Linked DNA regions of Bombyx mori: region 2 is linked to region 1. Evidence: chromatin contacts called from public Hi-C data. All regions are on one chromosome and are shown on one strand. The core of a region is the stretch at or near the end of the contact, and the rest is flanking DNA. Distances in the headings are between cores, read along the strand shown.

Region 1 (6,220 bases), core at 2,231-4,730:
GGATCATGGTAGAGATTTGCTATCAGATGAACATCTTGAAGGTTATTGGCCTTATTGATCGATGAGCTGGTCAAAATTGTTGGTAGGGACTGGATGCGAAAGGCAAGAGACCGAAAAGAACGAGAAGAGACCTACACTCAGCATTAGGTGGACACGGGTTGAAGAAGAGAGAGAGAGAGAACATTTTGAGAAGCTGTCTTCTACAAGAGTGCGCAATAGGTATTGTTTTTAAATTCTAAAATACGAAGTATTCCAACCCAATTCAGGATGAGGTGGCTTAGTGTCTTACTTAGCAGATACCATTTTGTCTCTGCGTACCTGATTTTGGTGGTTATAAATACACTTGGGTCGTGTAAAACGTGAGATGTACTGTTCAAATATTTTGACGTGACAATTGGGCATAGTCAGTTTTATTTTTTTATTTCTTTAAACGAAAAACCACTTCGAGGAATAAATAGACTAGCTGAATACAGAAAGTAAATTTTTGATGAAAAATATTTTTTAATTAGCAATACTTTAATCGAGTTTGACCTTTCTCAAATGTCATCATGATTGGCTTCATTGTAATATATTTTAGCCTAATTTGATTTACTCTGTATAACTCAGATGTCACGTTTTTTATGATTTTACTGATAATCTCAAAGCACTTATATAATTTCAACTCGAAACAGGAAGGTGGTCATGACTTTAACGCTTTCAAGATTTGTCTACCTATGCGATGTATAAGATGAAACATGAGTGCCGTGTCACAGTGAAAAGATTTTGACGCTTTACGGCCCTGATAATATCATCACTTCGAAAAGCGATGACATTTTCAAAAATCGATATTTTTTTAATCGATCTAACTCGATAGGCCCGATGGCTGTGATCATGTAACCAGGGGTCATAATACGGTAGTACCACAACGATTTTATTACATTCATAGATATAACTATATTACTGATATGAATAGGTATTTCCAATTCTTACCTATTCGGCCATAGACAATAACCGAATACTTTTAAATGAAACTCTTCGTTCTTATTCCCACCGTGTGCGTCCATATACATATGGAATCTATAGTTAAGAATAGGTCAATGATCGATTTGTTTGCGACTTGCCAGAGGTCAGGTCTACAATCACAGACGGAATCATCAAATGAAGGCGATTTGATTCGATCTGTTAATGACGTTAAAATAGCCGTGTTCAATGTTAATTTTCGCTTCCAACGGTGTACCGAGAGTTCGTTGGCCCCGACAGCCATATTTGACCATAGACTATGGCGGTGTTGTCAGTTAACAGAGCATGACCATAAATTACAAAAGCCTCCCATTCGGTTGTTAGTTTTGGTACGCATCACTGATTTTTATTTGCGTTCATAAAATGTGAATTTGGGAAATTAAATTTGCTTATGTCCGATTGTATACAAGTTGTAAACATTACATTCGCTGTGACGAAACGAGTATCATGTTCTAGCCTTATAATAAATCAGACTACTAAATTAGATAAGTTTATAGATCCTTAACTCACATATTATTATAATGAAAATGCAATTAAAAAGCGCACCCCTAGGCTCCCTCAAGGCCGTTGACCTCACCGGTCAGTTGATTACTAGTTGCTTTAATACTATTAATACATTGAGGACTTTGCATAAAAATAATAATAGCAAAATCTAGATTTTAGAGTGTAATTGTTAGAGCTGTCGTCTTTGCGTCCTCGACAACGATCATGTTTTTCGGCCAACGTAATATGCAGAGGAGCACTCGGCGTACCCCAGTGGTCTATGATACTTATGGAAGTCAGGAATCATTTCTCAGAGCAGTCCCTGTGGAGCTTACGGCACAAAACACCGAAGTCCCACTGTAGACGCAGAGGGACTCTGTTCCAAATGCGTGTAGCACTTGTTACCTTTTTTTATTCTTTAGATGAGTGGACGAGCTCACAGCCCATCTGGTGTTAAATGGTTACTGGAGCCCATAGATATCTACATCGTAAATGCGTCACCGACCTTGAGATATAAGTTCTAAGTTTTCAAGTATAGTTACAACGGCTACTCAACCCTTTAAACCGAAACGCATTACTGCTTCACGGCAGAAATAGGCAGGGTGTCATAATTTTTCAGCTTGTAATTTGTTACTTTTTTATAATAAAAAATCATAAGTTTAATATCTACGTCGTCAATTCTGTTCGAGTCTGTCGTTCCGTGATCAATCGCAATATTTTTGTAAACGTCTGCACGATGAGTAATTGATGAATGTGGCGAACACGTAATTTTAATTAAATTGATTTTAAGTACATCGAAATTTGAGGACTGGTCATCTCATTTGATGATAGCACATCAGTCAATTAATCATAAGATACGGGTATTCGATATTTTTCTCCTACTACTACTTCCTACTTCCCGATCACCTGTGCGTAGTTATAGTATGGTTACCTTATTTCCTTTTTTATTTTTTTATTGCTTAGATGTGTGGACGAGTGCACAGCCCACCTGGTGTTAAGTGTTTACTGGAGCCCAAGCGTTTCTTTGCTGTGTAGGTGGTAGAGTGTGGTATATGCACGGATGAACTGGTACCACTGTCCATTCAGTCTCGAAGCAATCACGCGTTCTGATGGTAGACAGAAGAACAAGATATTTCGAGGTCGTTTTCCTGTCTACACTAATAAATAGAAGATTAATGGGAAATTGATTCACACCAAGACATCGCATGGTCGTGTACCAGGTTTCAAGTAAACTAAACCGAAATTACTCTGCAGTTCTGTTCTTTTCCAACATAACAAAATAACGAAATTATGAAAGATATTATCCTAAGCTGTATGACTAACGACGATCAAACATTTTGTATAAGTGGTTACTGGAACCCATAGACATCTACATCGTAAATGCGCCACCCACCTTGAGATATAAGATCTAAGGTCTCAAGTATAGTTACAACGGCTGCTCCAACCTTCAAACCGAAACGCATTACTGCTTCACGGCAGAAATAGACGAGGTGGTGGTACCTACCCGTGCGGACAAGAGGTCCTACCACCAGTAAAAGTCCTCTACTCCTCCTCCGAATTCTCATCACGAGTATTTCGTATTGACGTTTTACCACCCATCTTTCTGTCTGTAGAGTAAAGTTTGTTTGTTCTAATAAAATAGGGGTTTACAACTATTGCCTCAAGAAGAGTGGCAACTTTTGGGTCACGTTGTCGGTGGATTCTGATAATCGCTCAGTATTCGATGGGCCGTGGCTACGTTTTGACATACGTGACCAAATTGTTTATGAGAACATTGTGTTCGACTTTTCAAAATACCAAAACCGGTAACAGTTCACAAACCACATGATATCTATACAGACATAGTGGCTTCAGCTCAGCCACCGCTATAAAACAACAGACAGCCTGTTATGTTACTAAATAAATATAACTAGATGATTATAATAAATAATATTGAATATAATTCAACAATTCGACCTGAAGATAACCTCAAAAGATAGTGTCGAGTATTTCATGACAATCGAAACAATGAGACGGGAGACACCTTCGTTCACATCGCGTAACAAGGTTGTGTTTCACAGTATCCGGCAGTTGACGGCATTTTACAATATTTCAATTTTATTTGTTTTTTTATTTTTTTGTTTTTTTTTTGTTCTTATAGCCATTGTAGACAGCTGTGCGTATGGTCTATCTGGTGGCGTGTTACCATTGCTCATGGACGTTATAAATACCAGAGACACAGCTAAGCCGCGGCTTCCTGCCGAAGACTCCCGTCAAACCTTATTCAAAGATACCTTTCTGGATGATAGACAAAAGTACTTTTTTTAAATTCCTACCTAAGCTGATAGCCTTGAGAGGCTATGTCAACGTAACCTAACAAACCTGACGACAACCAAAAGCACTGCCGTTACTGTTAACAGTATTAAAAATTAATCCAAGAAAAGCGCTAATATCAAACTACCCACACAATCATACGACAGACATTTTGAATTATTTTAACGAAACATCAATTTTCCTAGTGTAACAATAATACATTATTGATTATAATTAATGACCAGAATCTTTATTTGGACTTTTCTTGAGTAATAGGTGCCGGAAATGATATGCTCACACGAGACAGCAGTAGTCCATACAGATCTCGGAAAACCAAAAGTTTATCTTAAGCAAAGTTTGATTTTGGAATCCGATCCGGATACCGGAGTTTAAAAGGTAAATTGAAAAAGATATAGAGATAATAGCGAGGTGTGTTCAGAAAAACGGAAAGCTTTTGTTGAATAAAATAGCGATAAGTCTGTCAGGAATCCGCGCGATCCCGGATTCGATTGTTTTCATCGTTGAATCACGAAATATTTTAAATAAAATGAGAATAGTCTCCCACACGATGACCACATATTGCTTTTATAATGAGAATACCATGTGGGAGAAACACATCGTTGTACTGTACATTCGAGTGACTCATGCGAGCCATACGTCACGCGACTTGTGCAAAAACATTCCTTAAATGAATAGGGAAAAAGTTAATTTTTGGTTTAGTAGTATTTTTGCAAATCAGGGAATTGTTTATATTTGTATATAATTACTAGCTGACCCGGCAGACTTCGTAGTGCCTTAATCGATAAGTTAAATACCTAAACTTTATTTAATTCCGAGAATTTTCATATTTATCTACCTTTGAAACCTTCTCTGGACTTCCGCAAATAATTCAAGACCAAAATTAGCCGAATCGGTCCAGCCGTTCTCGAGTTTTAGCGAGACAAACGAACAGCAATTCATTTTTATATATAGAGATAGATAGATTACGATTACGAATATTTATTTTTAACTAAACAAGAGTTAGTTGGATTTAATGAAGGTCATTTCTGAGTTTGATCTTCCAAATCTTTTTTTTTTATTGCTTAGATGGGTGGACGAGCTCATATAAAACATTTCTAATGCACACAGATATTACTGGTGGTAGGACATCTTGTGAGTCTGCACGGGTAGATACCACCGCTCTGCCTATTTCTGCCGTGAAGCAGTAATGCGTTTCGGTTTGAAGGGTGGGGCAGCCGTTGTAACTATACTGAGACCTTAGAAGTTATATCTCAAGGTGGGTGGCGGCATTTACGTTGTAGATGTCTATGGGCTCCAGTAACCACTTAACACCAGGTGGGCTGTGAGCTCGTCCACCCATCTAAGCAATAAAAAAACATATTAAGCCAGTAACATCGCTTGCTAATTGCGGTTCGGCAATGCTGCAAGTCGCTTCTTTTGCGGTCGGGTTCGGAACGATATCTTTAGTCGCATTCCTGTTATGGCGTAGACCTATCAACAAGTGCAGTGTCAGTGGCAAGCTTAATACTGTAGGCGGAGAGAAACTTCAGCGCATGTGTTCTCAAGTGGCTTCTGTTAGTTTTGCGAGCGATTCCATAAATGTGTTTTTGTTGTTCGGCTGCTCTTATTAGGTTCGTGAAACGATTTCGAAGAACTAAGGCGTATTCCGTTGGCCCTTAATAAAAATTCATCTTTATAGGTAATTATTGTAAACTAGCTGACCCGGCTGACTTCGTAGTGCCTCAATCGATAAATAAAAGACCTAAACTTTTGTGTAAAATAAACTTAAAACAAACAAAAGGAATCCGTCCATCCGTAAAATAAACTTAAAACAAACAAAAGGAAGGGGACACATCAAAGGGAAAACAAAATTGTTATTTTTATTTAATTCCGAACATTTTCATTCATTTATCTACCTTTTAAACCTTCTCTGGACCTTCCACAAATAATTCAAGACCAAAATTAGCCAAATCGGTCCAGCCGTTCTCGAGTTTTAGCGAGACTAACGAGCAGCAATTCATTTTTATATATATAGATTTTTAGGGTGAATTGGAAGAGCATGCAAGCACGTCATTACGGATCCTCCTGATCTATTAACGGTGCTTTTAGGCACTACAAGCACCGGTCACCGTCCTCGTCGAACCCGTCGCTGGCGACGAAGGGCTCGACGAGCGAATTAACCCATAGATATAGCCCACTGAGTTTCTCGCCGGATCTTCTCAGTAGGTCGCGTTTCCGATCCGATGGTAGATTCTGCGAAGCACTACTCTTGCTCACCCCGTGAGCTCACCTACACACGTTAGGGCGTTAGCTGAAATAGCCTCTCAAGGGTATCAGCATAGGTAAGAAAAAGAAAAAAAAGAACATGTGTCATCCCTTTCCCGCAAAGAGAACGTTAGTAGTATTGAGATAACTGTGTAAACTATGACTGTCTTGTTTCTTATTA
Region 2 (6,220 bases), core at 2,775-5,274, 83 kb after region 1:
CTCACGACCTTCAGACACTTTCCGAATCAAGTCACGGAGATCGCGTAACATATTTATTTTTTTCTTCACATGACAACTTTTTGTTTGTCAGAATTCAATTATGGAACCAGTTCTTGTGATTTGTTTAGGGATCTACACAGTGCGATTGGCATTTTAGTTAGCAGTGGGTAATAAGTACATATTCTTGAAAAGGTTTTTGTTTGATCATAGAACGTAATTCCCAATGCCTTCCGCATTATGTGGAAGACATTGGGGAAGGCCTATGTCCAACAGTGGGCAGATAAAGGCTGATGATGATAGAACGTAAAAAACTATTTATTACCTATAAATTTGAATTTCTTAATTAAAACAAAAAAATGATTCAACTTTAAATTGGGGTTGTGTGATCGATGTGTCAATGGACAACTCTCCACAACGTCTTCATAGGTGTAATTCCGCCAGTGATTTAACTGCCGAAAGATGTTGCGCAGGACAAACCGCGCTAGTCCGTGGTTTGTTTGTTTGTGGATAAGCATGTATGATTTTTTAATTATACAATGCTACTTCAATGTCGATAGTGAACAATTGTAGTTTATAATGATATTAGCTTTTGCCCGCGACTCCGTCCACGTGGAATAGTTACTTTGGCATAACGCTAAATTTTACCCCCCCTTCATTTATGTATGTATGTATTATGTATGTATATTATTATACTAGTGTTAAGTATTTTTGTACGTGTTTGTATTTTAAGAGGCTTGAATGAATAAATATTATTATTATTATTATTATTATTATTTACATAGAAAGTGAAAATATTTAGAATTATAGAATGTTAAGGAGCTATTTAAACCCCTATTTTGAAACATTATTTATTGGTGCTCCACTTGTATTGGCCTTACCGTGACGTTATATAGTCTATAGCCTTCTTCAATAAATGGGTTATCTAAGACACAGAATTTTTCAAATCGGACCAGTAGTTCCTGAGATTAGCGCTTTCAAAAAAACAAACTCTTCAGCTTTATAATATTAGTATAGATTTGGGAATGAGCTAGCTGCATTTCATCGCGACACGGTCATATCGTTTGATAGGGTGCTTACTCCCGACATCATATCAGGAGCATCGAGCTTTTTTTTATTGCTTAGATGGGTGGAGGAGCTCACAGCCCACCTGGTATTAAGTGGTTATTGGAGCTCATGGACATCTACAACGTAAATGCGCCACCCACCTTGCGACATAAGTTCTAAGTTCTCAGTATAGTTACAGCGGCTGCCGCACCCTTCAAACCGAAACGCATTACTGCTTCACGGCAGAAATAGGCAGGGTGGTGGTACCTTCCCGTGCGGACTCACAAGAGCTCCCATCACCGATAAACAAGAGGTTAAGAGTTGAATTTAAAGGAAACTAAAGGCAGCGTCAAGGAGAACTCCATACGTGTTCGTTCTGTGAGCGTAAGCATTAAAAGTGTGTAGGTACGTTAAAAATAAACTAAACGTTCGTGGTCTTGTCAAAGGCGTTGTTACAGAGACGGGCGATTCAAATTATTTATTGTTCTTCACGTCTCCCGGTAATGCATTACATTTCTATTTTCGTTAACCAAATATTTGTTTTAACAGTTCAAAAGAACATTTGTTTGGTTCCGAAGGTTCTATGAGTAATGTTTTTATATTTTAAGGTGCACCAATAGGTACTGCCGTCTTACTAGTGAGTCCACGTGGGTAAGTACCACCGCCCTGCCTATTGCTGCCGTGAAGCAGTAATGCGTTTCGGTTTGAAGGGTGGCGCAACCATTGTAACTATATTTAAGTCCTTAGAACCTATATCTCAAGGTGGGTGGCGCGTTGACGTTGTAGATGTCTATGGGCTCCAGTAACCACTTAACACCAGGTGGGTTGGGAGCTCGTTCAGCCATCTAAGCAATAAAAAAAATTCGGGTGCGAACTAGTCATGCGGGACGTGAGACAACCGTTATACGATATAATTGAGACATCTGCCTCATGTTTCAAGTTGGGTGGAGGCATTTACGTTGCTTAGGTAACCCCATAACACCGGTTCGATCGTGATCACGTTCACACGTCTATGTATTTCAAAGCCTTGTGTAATATAATAAATACGTGCAAATCTAAATTCGGACAACAGATCGATGCAAACGTGTGGAAGAATGTGAAAAAATTTACATATTCATTAGAAAGACTTGCGCAAAATCATGTTTCGTGACTATGAAAATATTTGTATCGAATCGCAATGTTTTTATACGAAAATAATTTTGAAATACTTATCAAATATTCAGCAAAAAAACTTTACTAAATTTAGTGAATGAATATTTTGCAAGAATAACCATAACATACGTCTTGTTTGAAGTCGTCGTGGCCTAAAGGATAAGACGTCCGGTGCGTTCGTATCTCTAGCGATGCACCTTACACGTCATCTCGGATCCTCCCGATCTACTAACGGTGCTTTTAGGTACTTCAAGCACCGGTCACCGTTCTCGTCGAACCCGTCGCTTGCGACGAAGGGCTCGACGAGTAAATTAACTCTCAGACACAGCCCACTGAGTTTCTCGCCGGATCTTCTCAGTGGGTCGCGTTTCCGATCCGGTAGTAGATTCTGCGAAGCACGGATCTTGCTAGGGTTCGTGTTAGCATCGTTGTCAGGTTTGAGCCCCGTGAGCTCACCTACTAGCCACGGTTACGCTGGAATAGCCGCTCCAGGCTACCAGCTTAGGTAGAAAAAAAAAAAAGGTATTCGAATTCCGCAGGCGGGTACCAATTTTTTTAATGAAATACGTACTTGGCCAAATGTGTTCACGATACGAGTACCTTCATTGCCACGTATCCACAAATAATATAAAGTATACGAAACCTCGGTAATGATCGAAAACGAAATTAAAAATTGAAAAAGTATTTTCAATTATTACAACGACAAAACTCGAATGACCAGCCTTCATATTTTTATTCATAACCGAATTCACATTCACCCATATTAATTTGAATACTTACCCTTTGTATATTTGACTTAAAATTTTGAAAATATGTTACTACCTACTTGAACAAAAATGATGGATGAATTATTATTTACATTAAAATATTATTATTTCATACAGACATTAACTTTCCGTTTCTAGTATTCATTCCATTTGCAATTTAATTGAATTCATTATATGAAATCTATGCTTTTTTCAATGCAACAAATGGAATTTGACGGTAGGTATTAGGTAAAACTTGGATTACTGTACGCTTCATTGAGAGAGATTTCCTCCCGTGTCTTAGACGAATGCCGATTATAACAATGAATAATAAGATATACAGAAAATTTTGCGCGAAAAATTACTTTGTTATCCATTACTCGTTTATTCACCTTACCATTTAATTACGTACTTGAGTCTATTGGAGGACCTAGGTATGTGAGCACAAAATAGTTTCAATATCTCCACATATGGAGTCAATCTTTGTCTTGAACTACGTACATTGTTTTGCCACAGTAATTATTTCCTTGTACACGAAAATCCGGTAAATGTATTGGCCAGAAACCCGATCTGAACGTTCTTGGAAGATTTAATCTCTAGCAACTATTTCACTGTTGCCGTTTACGTCTAAAATCGACGAGATTGGCTTGTTCCTTAATTTCGAAACGCGACCTACTTCGTCTCCTATGCAATATAATGTGTTATTTTACAATCTGTAACGTATGTCATAGTAATATGTTTTATAGTAATATTCCTAGGCGTCTACGAGGCGGCGTGGCATGGCAAACCATGGAAAGTACAGTTAAAATAACTTTAAAACACTCACGCAACGAGAGACAACGCCGGAGATGCTTAGAAGATTACGTTTTTTCTGCTGTGTAGACAATTTAGTTAAGTCTCGGTCGGTCCTGTACACTTCTAGAGCACATATAAACGTTTTTATTCACAAATGTTTTGCGTGTAATTGTATTATTTCACGGGTCAGTTCTAAATACGGTTCACGGTTTGTCACGAGGAGTGGCAAAAGAACCTTAGACACACATCCAACTGGCGCGACGCAGCGCGACTGACTGCCGATCTGAGCGCCTCTAGCGAAGCGCAACGAAACGTAACGTAAAATTTGACATGGCGTATTCAATAATGGCGTAAATAGTGAATAAAGTTCATCCGAAATACAGCTTTGTTATATTTATTCCGACAGTTCATTATTGTTTCATTTTGATTTCCGAACAGATTGGTTAGGATTTGTTTTCGTTCTTTACTCATAAATAATTTTAAAATAAAATGTAGAAATGTAACTAGATTTAATTATTATTTAACAGAAACTGTTACTCGTACTTGAATCAATTTTAAATGTATTTAATTTTGTTTAACGTCAAACACTGTCATATCAGGCCGTGAGGGATTTTAGTGCTTTTTACACGCTTTATACAGGGTGGCCCATAAGTCCTTTGATATGAAAAAATTTTTATTAAAATAAAACTAATTACATTATGAATTAAATTTTTATTTACATAAAAAGCTTAAAAAACGGGAATTATTTTTTGAAAATAACATCTCCTAAATGTAATCCGTTGCGATCACGGCACTCTTGCAAACGACGTCTAAAATTGTCGATGACTGCGCGGCACGTCACTGCTGAAATGCTTGTCATTTCTCTGCGGATGTTTTCTTTTAGGGCCTCAATTGACCGCGGGTTTGTGTCGTATACTTTAGCCTTAAGGTAGCCCCACAAAAAAAAATCCATCGGGGTCAGATCTGGACTACGTGGAGGCCAGGAAATGTCTCCTCTCTTAGAGATAACTTTGCCAGGAAAAAGTTGACGGATAACGGGCATAGCAGTGTTAGAGGTGTGAGAAGTGGCCCCATCCTGTTGAAACCACGTCCTGGCATTAAAGCCTGAAAAGTTTTGCAATTCTGGTATGAAAAACTCTTCGATCATAGCCACATATCGCTCCGACGTAACAGTAACTGCGCGCCCTCTGCCATCCTCAAAGAAGTAAGGCCCTAGGATACCATGGGCTGACATAGCGGCCCAAACAGTCACTTTCGGACTATGTAAGGGCTTCTGATGCTTAAGTTTTGGATTGATGGGGCTCCAATAGCGGCAATTTTGTTTACTAACATGCCCGTTAAGATGGAAATGAGCCTCGTCAGAGAACATTATGTTATTGAAGGAAGTAAACCGATTCAACATTTCATTCGCATAATTTTGTCTTTGAATACCGTCAGTTTCCTTTAATTCTTGAACCAACTGAATTTTGTAAGGGTGCATATGTAAATCTTTCTTCAAAATCCGTTGTAACGATGTCCTGGATACGTTTAATGCTCTGGCGCGCTTACGAGTTGACTGTGTCGGATTTTCGCGAATAGACTGTGTCACTGTGTCTATGTTTTGTTCCGTACGTGACGTCCTTGGGCGACCCAACCGCGGTTTATCTAACGTCGAACCGGTCTCCTCGAACTTAGCAACCCAGTTCTTAATCGTTTGAAGAGTTGGAGTGTCGTCAAAGTTGTGTAAACCTTTGTGTTCTCGAAATTTACGCCGCGCAACGGTTGGCGAATTGTCGTTTTTATAAAACTCGCGCACACAAAACGCACGGTCCGCTCCGGTAAAACGCTCCATCGCGACTAAATTCCCAGAAACCGAAGTTACTCCCCCCGCTTCCCCTGCACCGCTCACGCGCGCCCTGTTAGTTTTATTCAAATTTTACTTTTCAAAGGACTTATGGGCCACCCTGTATTAGCTTCATTTGTATGTTTGTAACTGACCTTTAGCGCGATTTTGACCCACTTCCAACGGTCAGATTTCATTCAAACTTTGTAGATTTATCGAGGACCGATGGCAATACACTAATTTGATAAGATTATTCCATTATTCAATTTGCAAAATAAGATTTTTGCCAATTTATATAATTTTTATCTATAGTCGATAGGCGATAGGCAGGAATTGATGTTAAAGTACTTAATAGTTTTAAAAATACGCACCCCACATTTTTTTTACAATAAAATATATTTTACACTATTTTTAATTTAAATTTATTAAAATTTAATTTCTATTTTTAGTTGAATATTATATAAAGCGGGTTTTTTAGTTTTTTTAAACTATTATAGTTTATAAATATTATACTTCGATCTCGGCTATGAACCGTTTAAGTAAGGAAGGTTATTAGCTCTTAAAAATATATTTCTTTAACTATGTTTTATTACAATAGAAATGCGGGCTGCGGGTCTTTCTGGACCCTCTTACGATGTAAACAAGATCATAAATCATTATT

What was found. Hi-C and Micro-C count contacts between places; a contact is called where the count stands out from the background.
Region 2: a contact with region 1 is called in a Hi-C map of whole pupa, with 1.7 times the contacts expected there. The contact joins the promoter of LOC101742048 here to the enhancer-like site in region 1. A contact is called at or near these places in 2 of 7 Hi-C or Micro-C datasets (both in whole pupa).

Annotation. Positions count from the first base shown.
Region 1 is chr7:1,264,476-1,270,695 of ASM3026992v2, forward strand. All of the region lies in intron 2 of LOC101742048 (LIM domain only protein 7), which reads right to left. Among protein-coding and RNA genes, the nearest start is that of LOC134199127, 24 kb to the left of the region's middle. Within about 2 kb of position 3,481, at least 5 of the 8 cell types and tissues checked have open chromatin away from gene starts, as enhancers often do.
Region 2 is chr7:1,346,889-1,353,108 of ASM3026992v2, forward strand. It overlaps LOC101742048 (LIM domain only protein 7), which reads right to left and starts at 4,025. Exons shown (of 17, transcript XM_004923229.5): 1 at 3,769-4,025.